Regions from separate parts of the Mus musculus genome. Here region 2 is linked to region 1. The links are chromatin contacts, called in public HiChIP or PLAC-seq maps. All regions are on one chromosome and are shown on one strand. The core of a region is the stretch at or near the end of the contact, and the rest is flanking DNA. Distances in the headings are between cores, read along the strand shown.

Region 1 (2,859 bases), core at 286-2,785:
TCACACACGTGCGCACCATGGACTAGGGGCCGTTATTCCCCACCCAGCCCGCGAGGGACCAGGGCTCAATGGCCACCGTGGTCGCGCACCCTGCTTGCTTCCCCTCCGCTTCCCCGGGACCCGCCACGCCTCTCCGGACAGCTGCCCACTCACCTCATGCCCGTTGCTGGCTGGGATGATTTCGGACTCGTTAACCAAAGATGACTTGATGTCGGCTAAGTCGCCCTCCTCTTCGGGATGACTGATCTCGGCGAAGATCTTCTCCTTCTGGGGATCGCCTTCGTCCTTGAAGGGGATCATCTCATCGGTGGCGCAGAGTTCCGGGTCCCCCCCGCCGCCTCCTCCGGAAAGTTGGGGCATCCCGGCGGCTGTGTAATCTCCGCTCCGCTGCGGGAGCACTCCGAGACAGCAAGAAGGGAGGGTCGATGTGAGGTGGGGGAGTTGGAAGACTGAGTGCGGGAGGACTGTGAATGGAAGCCGGGTGGGCAAGCGAGGGGCCCACGGCTGGAGCAGCTGCAGGAGCCTCTGCGATTGCCGCGCTTTCCCACTTAGAAGGACGCCGGCGCCCGGCCCTGGGGCGAAGGGCACCAGACTGCGAGGGCGGCAGCCGCCGGCGCCTCTGAGAGCGTCTACGCCGCTCCGCGTGCACTAGGCTAGGCTGCCAGGGCTGGGTGGCCACCCCACGCCGCACTCGTTGCTGGGGTCTGTGCTTCGAGGACACCGGTTCCGGAGGGGACACGACTTGCCAAAGTGCAAACGAGGGTCCCGTGGTGCGTCACCGTGCAAAACCTCTCCACGGATTCCTCGGATGCTGATTTCGGTGATTTGGGGTTTTGTTTTGTTTTGTTTTTGAGAAGAGGAGAGCTGGGCCAAGAGGCTCCCTTTGCCCCAGCGGAGGTACGAGAAGAATCAGAAAATACCGAAAAGTCCACTTCCTTCAGAGTAAACAATAAAGAGCCACCGGGCTGCAGACGTCCGCGTTAGAGCTTCTTTCCTTCCCTTTCGCTTCGGTTTTCCTTCTGGAGGAGCATTTAATCTGCTGGAGGGGGAGGGGCGGAGGAGGAGGGGAGAAAAAGAGAAGTTTGCCAAGAATAAAGTTTGTGATGATGAGCGCTGGGAATCGGCGGTGGCTGGCACGGCGGAGTCTTGGGGAGTCACAGCAGGAGCTTCGGGCCCAAATGTTCCAGCCCGCAGCTCGGGCCGATACACACACTTACACACACACACACACACACACACACACACACACACTCGAGCCCGATCCCTCTTTGTTCCCGGCTCGAGTTTCTGCCTGGCTCGCCTCTCTCCCCGCCTCCCCTCGGTCAAAGCAAAGAGCTGCCGGTGGCCCCTCGGCTCCTCCGGGCAGACCGGCCGGGGAACACCCGGAGCGTAGCCGCTTGCAAGGCTCCGGGAATGTCCGAATGCCAGGGCCCACGAAAGCGCAGCCCGGTCCCTCCGGTGCGCGCTGCCCCGCAGGTGAGCGGTTGCGCCTTCCCACCGCTTCTCCTCGCCGCGCCTAGCCGGCGCTGCAAAGCTATTCACTTGCGTCGCTTCTCCTCCCCCGCCCCTCCCCCGCCTCCTGCTCTCCTTGGCTGCCTGCTGGAGGGGTGGGGAGGAGGGAGTCTGTTAGGAGGAGGAGGAGATCCAGGTTCTCTCCCCCCCCCCCCAGCCCTAGTTCATTTCCTAGCACCCAAAGGACGAGTCATACTTGGGGGGGGGGGGCGCCGTGGGGGTGCGTATGTGTTTGCGCCCGCCTGTTCATGCCTGGGGGGGGGGGGACGACACCATACAACCTGAAGATAGACTGGGTGCTGTGTGTAACCCAACCCCAAAGAACAGTGTGGCCCACGTGAAAATTGACGAGAAACTACGGGAATGGCTTAACTTCATCATCTGAGCATCTCTTCTTCTCTTGCCGACCCCACCCCACCCCGCCCCCGGCGCCTCACTTCTAGTCCTTTGCCAGTCTTTCTTCAACCTCCTTCCCGCCGCCCACTCTAGCCCCCTCACTCAGGCAAGGGGAGGAAGATGAAAGAGAAAGCCGCTGGCGCTGTGGTCGACACCACATTGATAGATGCTCTGACAGAGGGAATAAGGCGAGAATTAGGGACTAGGGGAAGGAAAAGGAGAAAATGTAACACATTGCTCACCTAACCAGAGAGAAGAGATTCAGCAAAGGCAAACAGAAGAGTTGTGACTCTACTAACCGTGAATCACACACACTTCGGAGACAAGGGCACACCACCCTAGCGAAAATAAAATCTCCAGGCTTACCAGGGGGGAAGGATCAGTAAGAAGGGTGTGGATGAAGACTGAGCCTTAAATATCGCTTCTACGCTATCACATTCATTGTGCCTTTATCACCGAATGAACGTGGGTTTTTGGAGATTCTCGACTCAGCGTGTAGAGACCTCGTAGAAAAAGGAAAATACATCCCAAAAGGAGGGAGAAGAACAACCTAGGAGAGGCAGGCAGCACTGGGCAGTTGCTGACATCCTGGAGACTCCGCTGAAAGGGACCTTTAAAGGATGGATGTAAATACGAATCAAACCTCAAAAATTCTCCGGTTCCCACTGTCTCCTTGGTGCATTTTGGACAGGACTTTTAAGGGCGACGCTTTGTGAAAGTCACTGTGTAAGTGGGGCTTAAGTTTGGAAACACATTGTCTTTTAGCTCTCAACCCCTCCCCTCAAGTCAAATATTCAGGCAAAATCATTAGACCAGTGAGGCAGCCATCTGTAGAACCTGGGAGCAGTAAACAGGAAGAATTGTATCTCCATCTTACTTAAATGGAAAATAAGACTCCAACGAATCGTGTGTTGGTTTCATTACATAAGAACGCTTAGGACAAGAGCTCTC
Region 2 (2,827 bases), core at 315-2,814, 75 kb after region 1:
CCCTATATGCATATATATTAGAAGCTAGGATCCACATATTGCGTATTGTTCTTTCTGAGATTGTATGACCTCACTCAACATTATGCATTGTGCTTATTCTATATATTTTTTAAAAGATTTATTTAAGTAAGTAAGTACACTGTAGCTGTCTTTAGACACTCCAGAAGAGGGCGCCAGATCTCATTACAGATGGTTGTTAGCTACCATGTGGTTGCCGGGAATTGAACTCAGGACCTTTGGAAGAGCTGTCAGTGCTCTTAACTGCTGAGCCATCTCTCCAGCCCCTATAAATTTTTTTTGTTTGTTTTTTGTTTTTTGAGACAGGGTTTCTCTGTATAGCCCTGGCTGTCTTGGAACTCACTTTGTAGACCAGGCTGGCCTTGAACTCAGAAATCCGCCTGCTTCTGCCTCCAGAGTGCTGGGATTAAAGGCGTGCGCCACCATGCCCGGCTCAAAATGTTTAAATTTTATTTTTCTTTAGAGCTGAATAGCCTTCCAGATGTTCCCTATCCATTCTTCTGTTGATGGACAACATGATTAGCTCCACTCCCTCGCTCTAATGAGTAAAGTAGCAATAACATGGAGGTGCAGATATCACTGTGGTAAGGGTGGAGTTCTCTCGTATGTTCCTAGGAATGAAATGCCCGGGCCACATGATAGTTATATTTAAAATTGTTTCAGGAACCTTCAAGGTGACTCCCGGAATGGCTGCATTAATTTGCACCCCCACCAGCAGTGGCTAAGGGATCCTCTTTCCCACATCCTCTACAACATTTGTAGATTTCTTGATGATAGCCATTCGCCTGGGTGAGGTGAAGCCTTAACATAGTTAAAATTAGCATTTTGCTGATGGCTACAGATGGTAAACACTTTTCAAAATAGTTAATTGGCTATTTGTGTTTCATTAGGTGTTTTTTTTTTTAAATGTCTATTTATTTCATCAATCCACTTATTGGTCGGTAATTTTATTTCTCCAGGGTCTAATTTCTGAAATTCTTTGTAGATTCTGGGTATTGTCTCTTGTCTGGGGTACGTCTGGTGAAGATTCTCTCATTCTGTGGGCTGACTGTTTCCTTTGCTGTGCAGAAACAGGATGGATGTTCATCTAGATGCACAGACCGTGGGGTCTGGCTAACTGTGTGATGTGTTCCAATTTGTAAGTCCTTTATATTGAAGTCTTGATTAATAAAAAAGAAATTCTTAGCTTAGAGACTTGAGTTTTCTTCCTAAGTTTTTGCTTGGTGTTCCAAGCACACATAATTAAAGGTCGGGACTGCTTCACCATCACCTAGGAAATGAAATCCCACCTCTTGATTTGATGTTTAATCTCATAAAACCTTCCCTCATGTATTATTTTCCAACCTTTGCTTGTTTGTTTTATTGCTTTTCCATACAAATTTCCTCTGTAGGAACTGTGAAAAAACGACATCATTTTCAACGCTAAGGTGCCATTTTTAATGGAGGTTAACTGGGCGTAGCCACTTCTGGCTTGCTGCTGAGATAGCCCTTTGCTTGCCCATCTGTTCTAGCACTCATGCTGTGCTCCGTGAGGAAAGCATCTGTCTCCACAGCTGCCTTGTGTAGCTGGAGAGAGCAGAGATTGTCTCACACACTAGTGTAAGGGATAGTGGTTAGCACAGAGTCTTCCCCAGGAAAACAAAGGGAACACAATTCAGTAACAGAGGAGAACCCAGGCTCCTTAGCCTTCTTCCTCTTATAACTCAGACTAGGTAACAACTCGTGAATAAAATTCCCAGGATGATAAGAGAAAATTATTTATCTTATTAGTTCTTCTTGTAAGTATGTGAAATTTTACAAAGCACACACACACACACACACACACACACACACACACAAACCCACTGATATGTTAATTACATACTAACGAAAATGAGAGTTGTAGATAGTTTGCCAAACGCCTATCTGACTGTGTCCACTGAGTACCATGGGGAAGAAAGCATGACTCCCTTCCCCCTCGCTGGAGAGATGACACCGTAGTTTACATGGGTGTGGTGAATACAAGAAGCAGATTAACAGCCTCTGAGCACCTGGGTCCACTCCCTTCCATACTCTCTGCGATAGCAGGAGATTAAATTATTTGACAATTACTTTTCTTTCATAACTTTGCTTTGGAGAGAGGAGTCTCATGAGAATGTCCTGTTGTCTTTTGTGGGCTTGCATATGTTTTACTTTCCTTTTAGATCCTTGGGGCCCTGCACTCCTTTGTGGTAATGATGGATAGTACTCACCCACTACACAAAGGCCTATGTAGATAAAGGACTCTGAGACCTGAGCATTTTCAAAAACATACTTGCTTTAGCTTCTTGGCTGTCAAGGGAAACAGAAAAAAAATTTTTTTTAAACATAGGTTTTAAAATTTTAGTGAAAGCTGGTGATCACAATATTAATGATTAGACTATGTGGTGGTTTGAAATGCTAGGCCCAGGGTGTGGCACGATTAGGAGGTGTGGCCTTGTTGGAGTAGGTGTGGCTTGTTGGAGGAAGTATGTCACTGTGGGTGTGGGTTCTGAGAGCTTCCTCCTAGCTGCTTGAGGATGCCAGTCTTCTGTTTGCTTTTCGGTCAAGATGGAGAACTTTCGGCACCTCCAGCCCTACATCTTCCTAGACACTGCCATGCTCCTGCCTTGATGATAATGGCCTGAACCTCTGAACCTGTAAGGCAGCCCCAATTAAATGTTGTCCTTTATAAGAGCTGCCTTGGTCTCTTCGTAGCAATGGAAACCCTCACTAAGACACGATATTTAACAGGATTTAAATGGCTGTGTTCTGTTTGCTTTCACTGGGATTTAAAAGGTAACCAAGGAGA

Evidence for each region. HiChIP or PLAC-seq counts read pairs in DNA pulled down with a chosen protein or histone mark.
Region 2: a contact with region 1 is called in an H3K4me3 HiChIP or PLAC-seq map of the SCID.adh cell line, with 31 read pairs. The contact joins the enhancer-like site here to the promoter of Lef1 in region 1. A contact is called at or near these places in 6 of 39 promoter capture datasets (3T3-L1-derived adipocytes, the C10 cell line, frontonasal cranial neural crest and 3 more), 1 of 15 datasets of contacts at CTCF or cohesin (pro-B cells), 14 of 484 Hi-C or Micro-C datasets (the C10 cell line, CD4 T cells, CD4 single positive thymocytes and 5 more), 9 of 115 datasets of contacts at active chromatin or transcription factors (the 230-238 cell line, the SCID.adh cell line, T-cell acute lymphoblastic leukemia and 5 more) and 3 of 9 other capture datasets (adipose tissue, liver and pancreatic islet).

Annotation. Positions count from the first base shown.
Region 1 is chr3:131,108,973-131,111,831 of GRCm38.p6, reverse strand. It overlaps Lef1 (lymphoid enhancer binding factor 1), which reads right to left and starts at 1,535. Exons shown (of 12, transcript NM_010703.4): 1 at 154-1,535. The coding sequence starts at 360.
Region 2 is chr3:131,033,723-131,036,549 of GRCm38.p6, reverse strand. No RefSeq gene overlaps it. Among named protein-coding and RNA genes, the nearest start is that of Gm36603, 73 kb to the left of the region's middle. Within about 2 kb of position 1,564, at least 10 of the 459 cell types and tissues checked have an H3K27ac peak or open chromatin away from gene starts, as enhancers often do. A contact at or near this core is called in the SCID.adh cell line, where this site is marked.